Regions from separate parts of the Zea mays genome. Here region 2 is linked to region 1. A link is a contact called in public Hi-C data. All regions are on one chromosome and are shown on one strand. The core of a region is the stretch at or near the end of the contact, and the rest is flanking DNA. Distances in the headings are between cores, read along the strand shown. Region 1 holds the start of LOC100193981. Region 2 holds the start of LOC100272819 (glycine-rich protein).

The links. Hi-C and Micro-C count contacts between places; a contact is called where the count stands out from the background.
Region 2: a Hi-C map of leaf shows a contact between it and region 1, with 5 times the contacts expected there. The contact joins the promoter of LOC100272819 here to the promoter of LOC100193981 in region 1. A contact is called at or near these places in 3 of 25 Hi-C or Micro-C datasets (endosperm, leaf and tassel).

What each region holds. Positions count from the first base shown.
Region 1 is chr4:138,960,311-138,964,419 of Zm-B73-REFERENCE-NAM-5.0, forward strand. LOC100193981 reads right to left here and starts at 1,838. Exons shown (of 6, transcript NM_001139048.1): 1 at 1,643-1,838; 2 at 703-815; 3 at 248-619; 4 at 82-167. The coding sequence starts at 760.
Region 2 is chr4:139,214,999-139,219,569 of Zm-B73-REFERENCE-NAM-5.0, forward strand. It overlaps LOC100272819 (glycine-rich protein), which reads right to left and starts at 1,324. Exons shown (of 3, transcript NM_001147272.1): 1 at 1,162-1,324.

The sequences.
Region 1 (4,109 bases), core at 588-3,087:
TAAATCAATGATAACATAGTTCAACCGTATGAACCACCTACACAAACTGTGAAAAATATTGTTTGCAGTTGAGCCACATACCCTAGCTGGAAACATCAGAGAATCAAATACCGTATCTGACCAACCACGCAAGGCTGAGTTTACTGACGCCACTTTCTTCTTGACACCTAAATAACATGCACAGTTAGCCATATATAGACATGACAAAAAAAACATACACACATTTAAGAACCAAGAGCAATCGTACGTTTGGCTAGCAGATCCTTATCAACCTTCTGAGAATCATTTTGTGTTGAGTGAAACCCTTCCACCCCATCCTTAGCCCACTCATGACACAGTTTGATATCTTCATCAGATAATATTTTCACTGGGTTCTGTGACCTCTGTTTCTGGGTAGATTTCTCTTTCGTGATGGGCCTGTCCTTCAAAGCAGTGCCTTTAATAGTGTTGGTCACATTACTAAAAGCCTTGCGCTGGGACCTCTCTTTCAGGGTGGAAGTGCCCTTCAAACCTGTGCCTTTGGCAAAGTTGGACAAATCCTGAAGAGCTCTCCTCTCTAGATTCCCAGGATTCTCCGACGGCTTCAGCCCTTTGGTCCTTGATCCAGCAGCCCTCTTACCTGAACATTTAGATAAAAGAGATGTATCTAATTCAGGAAAAATCCTTTTCACGAATTAGTTTTTGATAAAAATGCAATCTCACCTCTATTTATCTGTTGGTTCTCGTCAACAAAAACAGAAGCTGGAGTTGGGAAGGCCATGATGGACCAGACAGCTTCTTTCTCTACCTTGAAAGCCGGGCTAAAATCCAATTGACTGATAAAGAGAAACTAATCATAATATAGAAATAATAAATGCTGACTTCTATACGGTATTTCTGAATTCTGATGTACAGAAACTGAACAAGATTTGAAATAAGCTCTGAGAGGCTTAATTTAATATGGATTTGAAGTACCACTAAACTGCAAACATACTAAACTGGATCAGAATTCAGAAGTACACAACCAGGGGAAGAGTTGCATTTCATCTTACAGAGGTCGATTATGAAATTCCATGTAGCAAAACTGCATAACGAGTACCTCCATTCTAGAATATTTGTCACCCGATAGTTCATTTTTAAACTAAACCGTGACAAATAAAAAAGAACCGAGGAGTACGATTTACCAAGGGGAGACAGTGCCTAGATAGGATCCTGGTGATGTGGCTGTGCAGACTTTATTTGCACACCTATGTGATAGCACTTTCCATTGAGATGACATAGACGGAAGCACCACTAAATTAGTGAACCCAACAACATCAAAAGTTCAAAATGCACATATCCTCTACTATCAAGCCAATCAAGATCTAACTGGCATTTTGCATAAGCATCCGATCTGCATCTGCAAACAAATTAACAATGAAAGAGTCTTCGAACCGCTCCTAAATGATGGATTATGAACCCCACTGAGACCTTGTGTGCCCTCAAGAAGAGAAGGGCCACGGAGGGCTAAGCTCGGAACAGCGAACAAATCCACATACAGGGCATCCCAAGAATAGACCAAACGGACCGAAGTACGTTAGGCTTTCGCTTCAGTGGTTCACATCACAGCGAATGACGGCAAAAAAAAAAGGAAGGAATGGAGGGGGAGAGCGCTAGGGTTTACCAGGACAGGAGAAATCAGGTCGATCTCCACTAGCGGATTCAGCAGCAAGGAGAACGAGGACCGGAGAGCAACCCGCGACAGCGTGCCCCGGTGGAGTCGACGGCGCCAGTTCAACGGGACGAGAAAGGGTTTCTTCTTGCCAAGTATTCGGCGTGCGTGGTAGTTGCGGGAAGCAAGGTGGAGAGGAGGCAGAAAAGCTTTTCTGGTGTGCGCTGCTGCTGCGACTGCGAGGAGGGGAAAAAGGGTAGGGGAGCGCTCTTGGCAACGGTCGGATTTTGGATCGGCTTCGGCTCGGCTCGGGAAACCCGTTCGATTAGTATTTTTTTTAGCCTTTCAACGGGCCGTTCCTGAACTGTGCACACTCCCCGCTCGGCCCATTGTTTCCATGTGAGCTAACATTGGGCCGGCCCAAGTCAGCACGTGATAACCCTAATCAGGAACCCTCGTGCCCGTGCGCATATATATCCCCTCTACTGGCCGAAACCCTTCACCTCGCCGGCGCCGCCATCCTCGATTCTCCAAACTCGATTGGTCGACGTGTTTCCGTTCCCTTCTAGCTTTTGTGAACCGTTAAGCTTGGCAATCCTTTTGTGTTGTTTTTTCATTGATTGCGCCATATTAGTGGTTTTGTGTTGAATTTTTCGTTGATCTAGACAAAAATCGTGTGTGGTTTGCAAGATCAGCTTCTTGTTTGGACCTTGAACTGGATCCGGTTCAGGCAATCGGCAATCATACTGCCATCTTGCGAGATTGAATCCGAGCCAGCTTAAACTCACCTGGATCTGACACCCTCGGTGATTTTCTGGGCCCTTTCGGCTGGCACATCTTTTCTACTACTTTCTAAAAGAAAGAACTGTTCGTCCTTTTTGGGTTGTGTTTCGTTGATGTTCGAGCACAGCAAACGCACTCTGTCCCAAAACCTCTCCATGTTTTGTGGCAATTTCTTCGTTTGCGAGAGGGATGTACCCAGAGATCTCGTCCGCGAGGGAGGCTTGCGCTCTGATCTCGTGGAGGATTTTTTGGAAACATGTGTTTGAGCCGTGTCTTATAGAATTTGTTTCTGATTTTGCGTAAAGTTTAGTATTATTCTTCCTTGTTGGTTGATATCCGAGATGATTATGCTCAAATGAAGAACGGTTAAAATTAAAATAATTCCATTAGTACAGGCTATAAATGCTTTAGGTTTTAAATGCTAAATGGTACTCGTACGAGTTTAGGGTTTAGATTATAGTATGTTCTGACCATATAATCTAAATTGTTTTGAACTATCTAGCCTTTGCTTTAGGTTTTAAATGCTAAATGGTACTCGTACGAGTTTAGGATTTGAGATTATAATATGTTCTGACTATAATCTAAATTGTTTTGAACTATCTAGCCTTTGGAGATTTATCACATGGAATGCAATTCCTCGATGCATTAATCATCAATGCATGAGATGAATATACAATTGTCAAAGCATCGATGTTTGAAATTGGCTTATGCTTCCCAAAACAAATTCATAGTTGTTAGATACGTTGCGGTTACTGGGGAAACACTTTTTAGTGGCATCAACATCTGAACGTCAACTGGGTTATCTCAAGATCCGTCGGTTTGTTGGCGAGCAAGCACGCATTACCGTACAGCATCTTCCACAGAACTTAAAATTAAATGGAAATAAGAAAAATCAAGCATCCAAGTCTTCTAAATTCCCTGTCTGTAGCTACAAAATTATTTGTCAAATAAAAGACTTTGTTGGTTTAGGTGTTGCTAACCTAGCTACCAATAATATTTGCTTACTTAGCAAATGATCATCAATAAGGATGAAGTTTGACATCAAATTCTCAAAAACAAGTATTTGCTATGCACCTCATGAAGATTAAAGATGAATTTTTTTAATCAGGGTCAATTTTAGATAGTTGATGGCTAAGGTGGTTTGTGTATGGATGACCTTTGAATATATCGCTAAAAGAGTAATATCTAAATCTTTTTAATGTGGTGAGTGGAGAAAAATTTGTTCAGTGGCAAAATTTGTTGGCCACAGCTGATTTGTACTCGAGAGAGTTTTCTTTGGGGGCTCAACAAAATAGACTTTTCTCTCCTTTGGAAGCTAAAGATCTCCCTAAAAAATAAAAATTTCTTGTGTTTTTATGGAGGGGTGTAATCCTCAATGAAGATAACCATGCAAAATGAATGTGGTTGGAAATTTTGAACTGTAAACATAACGAGAGTATTCGTTGTCTTTTATTTGATTGTTATATTGCTAGAAATATTTGGAGAACCATTTTCTTTGTATTCCATGTAGACAAATCTTATAGTATTAATCATATTATAGGGGCTTGGTAATCCAACAAAGAAATGACACAGAAGAAATTTTTAATTGGAGTAGCAGCAATGTTTTGGTTTACTTGGCTTTTCTGTAATAAAGTTTTTAATCTTAAACCAATATGGTCCATTCTACAAGTCATTTTTAGAGAAACACATTGGCTCC
Region 2 (4,571 bases), core at 74-2,573, 250 kb after region 1:
TCCAACCTTCTCTCCTGCCCCTCCACTCCTAGCCACCAGAAACAGGAGTCGTTCGTCTCATCGTCAGTTGTCAATCACACTCGTGCTCAGTGATGCTCCACGAGATCACCTCTCCCTTCGCCTCCTGCATCAACTGTCGGCAGTCACCAGCCACCTCGTCCTCCAGCTCCGGTAATCCCTGTGAGGCTTTGACCCTGTCTATTATTTCCCTTTTAAATCTGCTCTGCTCCGCTCCGGTACTTTGCTTGAATGCTTGCCGTGTGGCCGAGATTATGCTACATCGATTGCTATGTTAGTGTACTTGGACAAGTAAGTCACTTTCTTCATTATAATCAGTTTTTTTTGTGCAATCAGTATTTTTTTCATACAAAAACATGGCAAGTCGTCTTATATCGGTTTTTTAGAGTCTAGACGATTTAGCCAATTAGTCGGACGACTTACTATCGATTAGTCGTCCAAGTTGCCCGATAAGTCAGCTGAATCGACTTATCGGTGTGCTCTGGCGACTCAAACCGTCTCAATGACAAAAACATTGGACATGAGTAAAAAGTGGAATAAGTCTACTTCCAAAGGGGATAGCAGTGAACTTGGCATGTGACATGGGATTCCATTGAACCCCCAATATGTCTAAAACAAATCTTCACCTGTCTTGGTTCCAAGGCATATGGGATCAATTTAGACAAATTTCACACGCACTTACAAATTGGCAACTAACAAAGTTCAGCATGTCCAAGCACATTTTGGTTGGTTCATTCATTTCTCACAATGATTTGAGAAAATTTTAAGGCAAATAAAACATTAGCCGGGAAGCCTTATTCTTCTTAATTTGTTAAAATTTAAGGCACAAAAACCTCTTCTTCCTTCTCTTATCTCAGCTTGATTGATCACTGTCTCCTCAGCACAAAATTAAACTCCAAATTTCACATGTAAAATACAGTGGATCAATACGAGTTTCTAATACTTGGGCTATGGAATGCTTCCTCTCACCAGATGACACAATAAAGAACGTGGGTGTACAAACCCAGTATTTTTTGCCAAAAAAATCGAAGATAGTAGGCACTATATATAAGCTTGAAATTAGATCATGCAAATAGCTAAATAGGTTAGGGTTCCGGAACTCGGTTTCGCACAGCAGAAAGGGAAGGGGAGGGGTGCCCATACTTTCTCGTCGCCGGCGAAGGGCTCGTTGAAGGCCTCGTGATGGGACTGAGGAACGGCTTGGCACCTGGCGTAGGTCGGCGGCGGTCGCCCGGTTGTCGCCGCGGGGGCGCGCGCGCACGGCGGGGTGAACGGGAGAAGATAAGGCAAGCGTGTAGGCACAGCCAGGCTGCTTTGGTTTAGGCTTGGATATGGCTCGGCTCGAATCATTAAGCTAACGAACTTGACTCATTTACAAGTTTAAGCTGACTTGTTTAGTTTGCGAGTCAGATTAAAAAATAATAATTAGTTTTCAATTATTTTAAAACTAATTTAATAATAAAAAATAATAATTATACTGATAGTTTTATAGATCATATTAATATATCGTCAAATTAACACAACTCATAATTCATCACTTCACAATTCACATATATTCATCAATTTAACCTATAATTATATTCGCATAGATCAATTTGACACATAGACACATTTCATTAATCATTAGTTTAACTTATAGACCATAAAAACCATGCAAAACATATAACATATTCATAAGTAAATGATATGCATATACCTTCGTTTTCCTGAAATGTGATAGTGTTTATCTTGCGAGCTGGCTTGTTGATGTCAGCTCATCTCGTGAAAAAAAATCAAATGAACCGAGTTGAGTTAGCTACAAACCGAGCGAGCCGATGAGTCACGAGTATTTCATCGAGCCCTACTTTGGTTAAGTTTTGCAGAAGATAGATATAATAATTACTCAAAAGGCCATATTTGTGAAATACTTCTGCCAATATATTTCCTTCCGCTCAACTACTGTATCAATTACCATCCTTCGAACTAATTTCTAAGTCAAATTTTGATTTACAACTAAATTTACAAATATATAACGATATTACATAAGTATATTACAAAAAAGATATGGCCTAGTGCATTTAAATGATACTCCCTCGGTCCCAAATTGAAATTTGTTTTTGGCTTTCAATAGATTCATAAAATAATTAATATATATGTTTGTATATTTGTCTAGATTTATCATCATCAATTTGAATATCATCAACATAGCCTTTTAGCCCCAAGTAAGTTGGGGTAGGCTAGAGTTGAAACTCAGTAAGATGTCACCAAAAGAAGAAAGAGAGAGAAAGGGGAGGGGAAAAACTTTTGAGAGCACTAAAAGGAAAAATGTCTAGTGATGGTTCAGGCACGTGGATAGCTTCTTTCCAAGCACTTATATTCAAACACAACTTGATATTCCATCCTTCAAGTCTCTTTTGATTGCCTCCTCCCATGTCAAGTTTGGTCGACCTCTATCTCTCTTCACATTATTGTCTTGTCTTATGATGCCTCTATGCATCGGTGCCTCTGGGGTCTCCGGTGGACATGCCTAAACTATCTCAACCGGTATTGAATAAGCTTTTCTTGAATTGGCGCTACTCCTAGCCGATCGTGTATGTCATCATTTCTCACTCGGTCTAATCTTGTGTACCGCACTATAACATCCCAAAATTTCAACCCAAGGTTTGGAACCCTAATCTCCTAAACCCCCTTATTTTTATCTCTCACTAAACTCCACCCCTTAGGTCATCTCATCATATGCATACACTTTGATTGCTAGAAGCACCTCACATAGATTATTTTTAGCACCTAAGATTATTTAGCTAATTGTTGTTCAAAAGAAAAGGAGATAAAAAGGAATAGAAATAGAAAATAGAAATGAGAAATAGAAAATAGAAAAAGAAAAAGGAAAAACTCCCCCCCCCCCCTCGGCTGGGCCGTTTCCGGCCCAAGCCACTCCCCCCCCCCCACTCTCGCGCGCCCGCTCCTCCTCTCTCCCTCCCGCGGCCCAAGCAGCCCAGCATCGCGCGCCCGCGCCCGCGCCTGACACCCCGGGCCCGGCCGTCAGTGGTCGGCTCCCCTCTCCCTCTCGCGTCGCTCTTCCGCTGGCAGCCCGGGCCCGCTCGTCAGACCCCTCGTCCCGCCCATGTCTTCACCGGAGCGTTCGCCGCCGACCACCGCCCGCCCCGTCTCCTCGCCATTAACGCGCTCACCAGCTCGGTTGGCACCATGCGCCCCGCTCACTGTGCCCGAGCCGTCTCGTCGCCAGTTTGCGCCATCACCACCGTCATGGAGAGCTCGTCGGCGCTTTCCGCCCCTCCTCCCTTCCCTCTCCCCGGGCGCCTATAAAAAGGACCGTCCGAGCTCCGCCTTCCCCACACCAGCCTCGGCTACCTCCCCCCTCCCCTTCCCCGAGCTCGATTGAGCCAACGCCGCCGCACCCTCCCTTCGCTCCGGTAAGCTCCCCTTCCACCCTCTGGTAGCCTAGCACTCAATTGGGTAGGCTCTCAAGGTTCACCACCCCTTCACGATCATGCTGCACCCTTTTCCACCTCCTATTGCGCTCGACTGCCTCGTCGGCGACTTCACCGCCGCGATCACCCACCACCGCGCCGTGGACCGGCCACCCTAGGCCTCCACCGGTCAAATTGACCCCATCTCCGTGACCCCTTACCCCCGCTCGTGCCTCGCCACCACTCCCCCGTCGCAAAACCGGACCCCCGTCGGAGAACCGCCGCGGGATTTCACCGGCGGTCAAACCCCGGCTGACTCCCTCTCTCCCCGTCACCGTTCCACGCCGTCAGCCCCCCCCTTTCCTCTGGCATGTGGGCCCGCGCCACGGCACCGTCCCCGCGTCGTCCCCACGCCGCCTCCCCCGCTGGCGGGCCGAGTGGGCCGCTTGCCCACGTGGCCGCGCGTGCGCTCGCGCTCGGCTGGGCCAAAAACTCCCCCCCGGCCCAGCTAGCTGAGAAACCCTTTCTCTTTTTCCTTTTCCCATTTCCTTTTCCTATTTTCACATATATATTTATATGCTGATATTTTATGCACCAAAAATAGTTTAAATAAATTATAGGGCACAAAAATAATAAGGTATAATAATTGGCACACCCCACCAAGTCACTATGATTGATGTATTGTTCCTTATCTATGTTTGTTAGTGGAAGAGGGATCCGATCCTCCGGAATTTATAGCTCCGGAAGAAGGGCAGGAACCTGACCCCTCCGAAATAAATCTTTTGTGCCAGGAAAGCTTCGACGAAGGCAAGTCCATCCTTACCTTGATGCATAATTTACCTATTCTCTCTACCACTACCTAAGCCAGGATTAAGGGATGGAATTAATTGCATGGTGAGCAGAGAGAGATAGCCTGCATTAACTAACATCTTTTGATCACAAGATATGGGATGGGAAAAAGGGGAGTGGTTTTAACCAAACAATGTTTTCAAAAAGTGTGCGATGAAGGGTATTCACCCTCATCACCTGGTTAGTGTGGCGGAACTATTCCAGCTTAAGTGCCTAAGTCACGCCTTAGAGGCAACGACACACTTAAATTGGAATAATCTGTCAGTCCCTCGAATCTAGTCCGATAAAGCCACT